Linked DNA regions of Mus musculus: regions 1 and 3 are each linked to region 2. A link is a contact called in public HiChIP or PLAC-seq and promoter capture Hi-C data. All regions are on one chromosome and are shown on one strand. Each heading gives the region's core, a stretch centred on a gene start, on an enhancer-like site or on the middle of the called end of the contact. The rest is flanking DNA. Distances are from core to core; before and after follow the strand shown. Region 1 holds the start of Tnks (tankyrase, TRF1-interacting ankyrin-related ADP-ribose polymerase). Region 2 holds the start of Eri1 (exoribonuclease 1). Region 3 overlaps Tnks (tankyrase, TRF1-interacting ankyrin-related ADP-ribose polymerase).

The links. Promoter capture Hi-C pulls out the DNA fragments that hold promoters and counts their contacts. HiChIP or PLAC-seq counts read pairs in DNA pulled down with a chosen protein or histone mark.
Region 1: a contact with region 2 is called in a promoter capture Hi-C map of liver, with 4 times the contacts expected there. The contact joins the promoter of Tnks here to the promoter of Eri1 in region 2. A contact is called at or near these places in 12 of 39 promoter capture datasets (the HPC-7 cell line, HPC-7-derived erythroid cells, cranial neural crest and 8 more), 5 of 484 Hi-C or Micro-C datasets (CD4 T cells, CD8 T cells, natural killer cells and 2 more), 18 of 115 datasets of contacts at active chromatin or transcription factors (the 230-238 cell line, the SCID.adh cell line, acute myeloid leukemia and 11 more) and 4 of 9 other capture datasets (adipose tissue, liver, macrophages and 1 more).
Region 3: a contact with region 2 is called in a FOXA1 HiChIP or PLAC-seq map of pancreatic cancer cells. The contact joins the enhancer-like site here to the promoter of Eri1 in region 2. A contact is called at or near these places in 4 of 39 promoter capture datasets (frontonasal cranial neural crest, liver, neural stem cells and 1 more) and 4 of 115 datasets of contacts at active chromatin or transcription factors (acute myeloid leukemia, pancreatic cancer cells, pro-B cells and 1 more).

What each region holds. Positions count from the first base shown.
Region 1 is chr8:34,964,253-34,966,952 of GRCm38.p6, reverse strand. It overlaps Tnks (tankyrase, TRF1-interacting ankyrin-related ADP-ribose polymerase), which reads left to right and starts at 1,263. Exons shown (of 27, transcript NM_175091.3): 1 at 1,263-1,939. The coding sequence starts at 1,288.
Region 2 is chr8:35,494,110-35,496,809 of GRCm38.p6, reverse strand. It overlaps Eri1 (exoribonuclease 1), which reads left to right and starts at 1,277. Exons shown (of 7, transcript NM_026067.3): 1 at 1,277-1,538. The coding sequence starts at 1,443. Gm51568 (a long non-coding RNA gene) reads right to left here and starts at 1,284. Exons shown (of 2, transcript XR_003947532.1): 1 at 1-1,284.
Region 3 is chr8:34,946,467-34,949,166 of GRCm38.p6, reverse strand. All of the region lies in intron 1 of Tnks (tankyrase, TRF1-interacting ankyrin-related ADP-ribose polymerase), which reads left to right. Among named protein-coding and RNA genes, the nearest start is that of Tnks, 18 kb to the left of the region's middle. Within about 2 kb of position 1,361, at least 48 of the 459 cell types and tissues checked have an H3K27ac peak or open chromatin away from gene starts, as enhancers often do. A contact at or near this core is called in pancreatic cancer cells, where this site is marked.

The DNA of each region.
Region 1 (2,700 bases), core at 14-2,513, 530 kb after region 2:
TGCTCCCCCTCCCCCACCCCGCTCCCCCATTGCTCATTCCTGTCCCTTCTTATTCTCTGTCTAGTTAGGTTTGCATACTCCCAATGCCAGTGAGTCTTGCATGCCTCTCAGAGCATCCTTAGTCAGATTTAACTCTGAAGAGACAAACCAAGCGGTGTGTCCTCCTGACCCACTAGCATAGTTGCGGCCATTTTGTTCCATGCTTGCCAGCTATTTCATATTGTTGCTGTAATATGCCTACCAGCCTTTGACATAGAAAAATAGTTTGACTCAGAGAAGGGTCATGCTGGTCACATCCCCTGTTATGTTCTGTATGTCCTGAGGTTTGTTAATCTTAAGGAATTCCACAAAGCTTTACATAGGGCCCATCAAATTAAAGGTCATTATGAACTGTTATGTCAAAAATGGCTTAAATCAGACCTGATCACCTGGCAGAACTTCCTGCACCTGAGAAAGATCTCATTGTCGTTTGTGTGTGTGTGTTTTCCTTTATAAGCTGACAGAAAAAGATAATGTAGTTCAGATAATTCTGAGCTATGTCCATGATCTAATCAGTATTAGGGTATAAATTCAATAATCCGACTCTCAGACCCCAACACTGAGCTATTGACAGTGTGTATGTGCATGGATTCCTTTCTCCGGTATTAAGTACAAATGCTCTTAGAGAATAAAGTTCCCTTATCCTTCCCTCCTGTCCCGTGTCAGAATGAGACGTAAGAGACAGTACAAAGAGACAGTAAGGTGGAGAGATATCTAACACTGCATTTAAAAATATTCCCAATGTGCTAATTATAATTATTCTTCAGAGCGTTTGTATGCATTAGCTCACTTCATTCCTGCAAACAACTTTGTGAGGTGGGTACTATTAATTCCATTTTCGGACGAGGACGTTTGGTAGATGTTTGCATAAGTTACACTTTAATAGCTTCTTCTGAAGGGAGACACCGCAGACTGACGGGTACCCGAGGGAAGACTGAAGCCGACCGAAGCAATCCCGCAGAAAGTGAAGGAAGGCAGAAGTTTCTCAGACAGGTAGTGGCTCACCACAACTTTCAAATCTGCCCAGCCAGCCCGCCAGGGCGTCACAAAAGCCCGTCGCTCCACTACTAAGCCACGCCCCCAGGCTGGTTGTTCTCTGAGCTTCCAATACTTCCCTTCTTCTCTCGGACTCCACCCACTTCGGCAGGAATCATTTCCGGGTATGTTGGATCCCGATTGGTCCAGAATCCGGAAGTGAGGGCGGGCGGTGGCGCCGTTGCCGCAGTGACAGTACGGGGGAGTGGGAAGATGGCGGCGTCGCGTCGCTCTCAGCATCATCACCACCATCATCAGCAACAGCTCCAGCCCGCCCCAGGGGCTTCGGCTCCGCCACCGCCACCTCCCCCGCCGCTCAGCCCGGGCTTGGCCCCGGGACCCACCCCTGCCTCGCCTACGGCCGGCGGCCTGGCGCCCTTCGCCTCCCCGCGGCACGGCCTGGCGCTGCCGGAGGGGGATGGCAGCCGGGACCCGCCCGACAGGCCGCGATCTCCCGACCCGGTGGACGGCGCCGTCTGCACCGTGGCTGCTCCGGCCGCGGTCCCGGCAGCTTCCGCCGCCGTCGGGGTCGCTCCCACCCCAGCCGGCGGCGGCGGCGGCGGCGGGAACAACTCCGCGTCGTCCGCTTCTTCCCCGACTTCGTCTTCGTCTTCCTCCCCGTCCTCCCCTGGCTCGAGCTTAGCGGAGAGTCCCGAGGCGGCCGGAGTTGGCTCCACGGCAACTTTGGGAGCCGGGGCGGCGGGCCTCGGCCCGGGGGTCCCAGCCGTGAGTGGGGCCCTGCGGGAGCTGCTCGAGGCCTGTCGGAATGGGGACGTGTCCCGGGTGAAGAGGTTGGTGGACGCCGCGAACGTGAATGCCAAGGACATGGCCGGCCGAAAGTCTTCTCCCCTGCACTTCGCAGCAGGTCTGTCTGGGACTTGAGAATTGTGGTTTACGGGGTTCGGAGCGGAGGGTGGGTGATTGGACCCAGGACAAAGAAGTTACAGGTTGTTAGCAGGACTTCACCCCGAGAGCTGAAGTTTTTAGTGCATGGGTGGTGGGGACTTGGAAGCGGGGACGAGGTGTGAATTCACCCCTCAGTGTTTGCAACCGTGGTACTTCAACTTATGCAAACTCTGTGTAGCGGTCAACCCTGGATGTGGGCATGCTTAAAACTTTTTCAGTTCAGAGTGTGCCTGCCTGGGACAAGTTGCATTTGAGTCGCTTTAGGGACAGCTTTGTCGTTCGTGAGACAGTTTTGTTTTTGTTTTTGTTTTCGGCACGGTTTTGTCCCCGGAGGACAGACAGTCCCGGGCCAAAAGAAGTGTACGGTAACTCAACAAGTGTTTTAAGAATCTCTCATATTCTTAAGATACACAACGCAAGACAATGGGGTTTGTGAAACGTCACGTTTTCTATGAAGTCGACTGTCTGTTTGGAGAGACTACAGCGGGCCAGTCGGAGACAGTAGTGATAAGGGTATTGTGTGCCTTATGATAAGGGGCAGAGAGAGACAGAGAGCGAGAGAGAGAGCGAGAGCGAGGGCGCAGCTTTGAGGTCCATTGTGTATTTACCTTGTCTCTCAGCTCATTTTCTTAGAGACAAAGATGAGAGGTTGTTTGAGCAAGGATCTAGGAAGAAGTCTCTGGCGGGGAAACTCTCCACATAGGCACTGATTGCTAAATG
Region 2 (2,700 bases), core at 28-2,527:
TTAACCATGACCAAGGCAACTCTTAGAAGGATAGCGTTTAATTGGGGCTGGCTTATAGGTTCAGAGGTTCAGTCCATTATCATCAAAGTGGGAGCATGGCACCATCCAGGCAGGCATGGTACAGGAGAAGCTGAGAGTTCAACATCTTGCTCCAAATGCAAACAGGAGAAGACTGACTTTCAGGCAGCCAGCATGAATGAGGGTCTTAAAGCTCATGCCCACAGTGACAGACTTCCTCCAACAAGGCCACATCTACTAATAGTGCCACTCCCTGGGCCAAGCATATTTAAACCACCACAAGTCTTTTCTATGGATACTATAAAACTTGGGTTTAAGACAAAGAATTGAAATCTTTTTATCTTCCTCCACCTTGTGAGACTTTTAATGAAAATGTTTCGATCCTTCAGATCCAGAAAAACTACTGTTTACTCAAAGAACTGCTCCTTTATTCCAATGGCCCCTTTCCCCATCCTCCACTTCCTGTGCACCAATTCTTTTCAGACTAGCCAATCAAATCAGGCTGTGAAACAACGGGACCTCAAATCAGGAGGAAGAGACACACACAGGCCACACCCTAAGTTAAAATAATCACCAAACACACTTCCTGACTTGTATGTATTCACTCTTCGAGCATACCCGCTTGATAAAGAGTAAAGTTCATCTTGCCCAGACACTTAAGTTGGAATGGTAGTTTCTTCCTTCGCCTCTCAAAAACACCCACATGGCAACTCCCATGTTGGGTTCTAACTCCAATCCCAGGGACAACGCTCTCTTCAGCCTCCCTGGGGTACTGCACACACGCGGTGCAGACATGCTCGCAGGTAAAACACCCATAAACACAAGGGGGGGGGGTGGAGACGAATGAAAATGATTTTTAAAAACGTCCCCAAATGCCAAACAGCATTGGAAAGGATGCAATCCTGTAGATTTCAGCGTTGTGGAATCTAGACCCTAGGAACGCATCTGCAGAAGGGCATACATAGACTACACTGGTCGTTGTCAAAGCAGCTTCTGCTACAGTGGGGGAAAAAAAGTAAATAGATTTTGAGTTACTGGGAGGAAAGACCTTAGAACTTGCAGCAAACACTAATTAGGGCAGCTTCACGCGCGCATCCCAGGCAACCGGCGCAGCACCATTTTCGAACCTGCGGGCTACCCACGCCCACTTCCCCAAATCGCTCGCCTCCCGGGCTCTCTCCCGCCGCCGTCCTACCGCGCGCGCGCGGGGAGAAAAAGGAGGGGACCCGCCCACTGCGCCTGCGCGGCGTGACAACGCCACACGCTCCCGGAAGTAGGAGGCGTCCGGCGGAGTTTGTGTGGCGGCCGCCGCGGGAACGTGAAGCGCGGTAGTTTTTCAAGGGAGAGAGCGAGGCGGCTTCCCGCGGGTCTCGGTGGACCGACAGTGAGCGTCCGCGGCCGTCTCGCGGCCCGCGAGAGGCGGCATGGAGGACGAGCGGGGCCGGGAGCGTGGCGGCGACGCGGCGCAGCAGAAGACGCCGCGGCCGGAGTGTGAGGAGTCCCGGCCGCTGAGCGTGGAGGTGAGGTCGGGAGCTCGCGCGCGCGTGCGGGGCGGCCTCGCTCGCTCCCCTGCTCCGTCCTAGTCGGGGCGAGCATCGTCGGCCTCGAGAGGGAGGAGGTCAGGCGGGAAGTTCCGAGTGAGAATTCCGCGTAAACATTCGGCGCGCGCGGGCGCACTGCCGTTCCATCAGCCCCGTGGCGCTGATTGGCTGGGTTCTCTCCAGCGCCCACCCTCCCCGCCAGATGCGGCGGCAAGCCTTTCGGGGTGCTCGGACAGCCCGTGTCTTCCCAGCCCCAGACGGCCCACTGCCCTCTGCACCCCGAGGTGCATCTGTTCCCGAGAGGACCCTCCCCCGGTCTTTCCCCGTCCCCTACTGTCTCGCCCAGAACCCTGCCACGACCGGCTTTCTAAGTGATTTGCTACTTCCTCACGGCATGGGCAAGATCAGGAGATGATCCCCGGACTTCTGTTTTTCATCTTGATGAATTAGTGTTGGCTAGCGCCGCGGGTTGTGAGCGAGATGCTAAATTCTGTCGCTTTTTCGTAAGAGGAGTTGAGTACTGACACCCAGGTTATTCATTCATTGGCAGGGTAGAGAGATAGATGGCTTGGGTGTGAAAGGCTAGGCTCAAAAACCAAAATGTCAGAAGGTGGGTATTCCATAGAGGCGTCCCAATGCCTTTATTCTTTCCATTTACACCTTCGTGTAGTAGCCAGAATAGCCTTTTAAATATTATTTTTTAAAATGTGTGTGTGTGCGCAGGTGCCTCTGAAGACCAGGAAAGGAGGTATGGGTCTTGGGGAAGAGCAGAGTTTGTTCTTCATGGTTAAGCTGTCTATCAGGCCTCTAGAGTTTCCTTTTGACAGTCTGTGCCGAGGTTGCGCTGCGCATTCCGTGCCTTCTTCAGTTTGCCCCTCTGCTCAGTTCATATACACATCTTCGTCCACTCTGGCTTCCTTGTGTTCTTTTATCGTGGAGTGTTTTGTAACGTAAGGATCTTGTGCTCCTCTTGTCCGGAGCATGCTTCTCTGGATCTTTCCAGATTATTCCCTTTGTTGGTAGGTACTTTGGAAGGCTGAAGACGCTTCCATCTGCCCTCTCTGGAAAGATGCCCCTTTCATTTTAACATACGTTGTTGACAATATCATCTAAGTCGGTTCGAAAGCTAATTTTAATTTGC
Region 3 (2,700 bases), core at 112-2,611, 550 kb after region 2:
GACCAAGGCATGATGCTACAGAATCAAGCACCGTCACTATTGGCAGTGAGGAAAGCAAGATCATCTTAGTATTGTTTCACAGTTTGAACTTCTCAGAGCCCAGAAAGGATGGTCCAGATCACTAGGAACCCACAGTGAGTAGTGTGAAATGTGCTGATTAATACAAGGAGCTCGTAATTTTGTTAACATGGCTTTAAGAATCTGCTGATGAGTGTGGATAGTCTTGTATACACCACAGTTTATGTGTAATTTTCAGGAGAATTATACATTCCTGCAGCTGTACAATCATAGTTCTCAAACTGGAAGGTTTGTTTCTGTGCCACACCCTAGAGTTTCTCTTCTGGTTAGTCTGTAGCAGAGCTTGATAATTCACCTTTTTACCAAGCCCCAGGAGATGCCCATACTTTTTGGGAGCAGATTTCTAGTCCTGGGCTGATTATATTACTGGTGTAGGGTAAGCTCGGTCTTTTAAAAATCTCTCTTCGCTGTTTTCATTCATGTGCAAAATTGAGGATCATTGTTGGAGGATGCATAAAATTCAGTTAAGACTCCCGTGTTTAGTGAGGTGCTGTGACCGCTGTGCATGAACCTTTCAAGTGGTTTTATATTGGAGGAGAAACAGTCCTGTGTTCCTTAGAGAGTACTTAGAGGAGCCCTGGGTGCTGAGTCTGTGCAGTGAGTAGACACAGTTACTGAAACTCCTCGTGACAGTGCTGTAAAGTGCTGCACGTAGAATCCCAGAGCTTGGCTTGTCAGTCTGTGCTGCTGGATTGGCTTTTTCAAGAGACTATGCTAGTTTATGTTCCTCACACAGTCCTTACACCTTACATAGGAGTTTGTTTTTGAGATGCAGTAAACACAGATAAGCGCAAATCATAGTATATTATAAGGCGAATTTTCAGAGTTTATGCCTGGGTGTAACAGGCACCCGGATTAAGAATCAGTCCATCTGCAGCTGCAAGCCTGTCTGAATGTCTAGCCCTTAACCACACATAGGGTAGTGCAGTCAGCTTTTGAACTTGGCGAGAGGATTCTATCTTGTTACTTGTTGTGTGTGGTTTGGCTGTCAAAGGGCAGTGGTTTGTTGGTTTTTAGTGTTGTGTACAATCTGCTGTGACTGCTGCATCTGGATATTGTTGGCTGTGTGCACAGTGCTCTTAGGAACAGTTCTGTGTAGCTTTCACATGTTTATTATATTTGTTTTCGGAGGTGAGGTGCTTGTGTCATGCACACGTGTGGAGGTCGGAAGACAACTTGTCGGAGTTAGTGTTCTCCTTCTGCCACAAGACTTTGGTGACAAGAGTTTTTACTCACTGAGCCATCTTGCAGGCTCAGTGTTGTAATAAAGCAAACAAATACTATATTTGTTTTAATTTACATTTCTAGTGAGTCATTGGTTGTGATTAATCCTTTTTTTCCCTGCCCTTGGCCATTTGGTTGTGGAATTTTTTTTGGTCTGTGCATTTTTGTAGTCACTCTAAATAGCTATTGTTCTGTTTTTATTTAATCTATCAATTCCCTAGATTTACTGCCTTTAAAGCTTTTTTTTTGTCTCCTTTTCCCCTGAGGTGATGTGTCTACCGACACTCTTTCTTCATTTTATGTTAGTCTTTCTAGAGTTTGCTTTGCTGTGCACTGAGAGGTATAGATTTAAAGAACTATTCTAAAAATGGTTCAGTTGCTTAGAATTAAGATAAAATAAAGCTTGAGGGTTTTTAAAAATTGTATTAGTGTTTTTGTGTGTTTTTTCTCTGGGCTTCTAATTATGATTTATTCATTGGGTTGCATTTAGTGTTTTCTTTCTCCACTGTCTGTAGCTCTCTGAGATAAAGGAGGGTGGACTGAAAACTACTGACAGATTCCAAGTGGTGGCAGTTTTCTGCCTTCTGATGCATTGGTGTGTGTGTGTGTGTGCCACTGTTTCTATTCTCCACTTAGTTTTCGTTTTCTTGTTGTTCTGCATTTTCTTTCTGAAGGACTTAGGAAGTTTTTAGTAGTTGACGTTAGACTGCTTCTGTAGTGTCTGTCTGTCCTCACTGCAACCTGTGAGCTCCCGAAGTCTGGAAGTTAGAACTTCCGTCAGCTGTGAGAAGTGTCATTTTTGCAGAGCTTCTTCTCTTCCTACCCTCATTACTCTGGTATCTTACTGAATGCTTGCCTTTTGTACCTGTTTCAGAGCCTCCTGGAAGAGTTCTTAAGGAGCTTGGGCTGAGGAGTGAAGTATGCATTCTAGGTTGTGGAAAATGGCGATAGATGGGGCTAGGACAGAGAGCGAACGCCCCAGTGTGATTTCTTTTATCACCATTTTCCAAACTTTGCTTTTTAAAAATGCTGTCACCTTCGATGTAATTGTGCACTTGGCCCTCTGGTCCGATTGCAGTATTTCCCCTTGATATATCCCTCTACTTTTGGCTAGCGCTGCAGTGGGAAATCCTGTCTTCATATTCACAGCAGCAAAGGAGACACAGTGCTGGTGTTGAGTGTAGGCCTTCTCTGGTCCATCGCCTGCCTAGGCAGGATAATTACCTTCTGCTGTTGAGCTAATCTTTTTGCGTTGGAATTTAACCATCTTTTTTTCTTGGGACAGTTTATTTTTACTCCCTGTTTCTTACCTTTTTTGTTTCTGGTAGTTTCTCTGTTGGGTTTGGAGAAAGCACTCCTTTAGTTCTCTGTACTTTAGCATTCTCTCCCTCTCTCTAC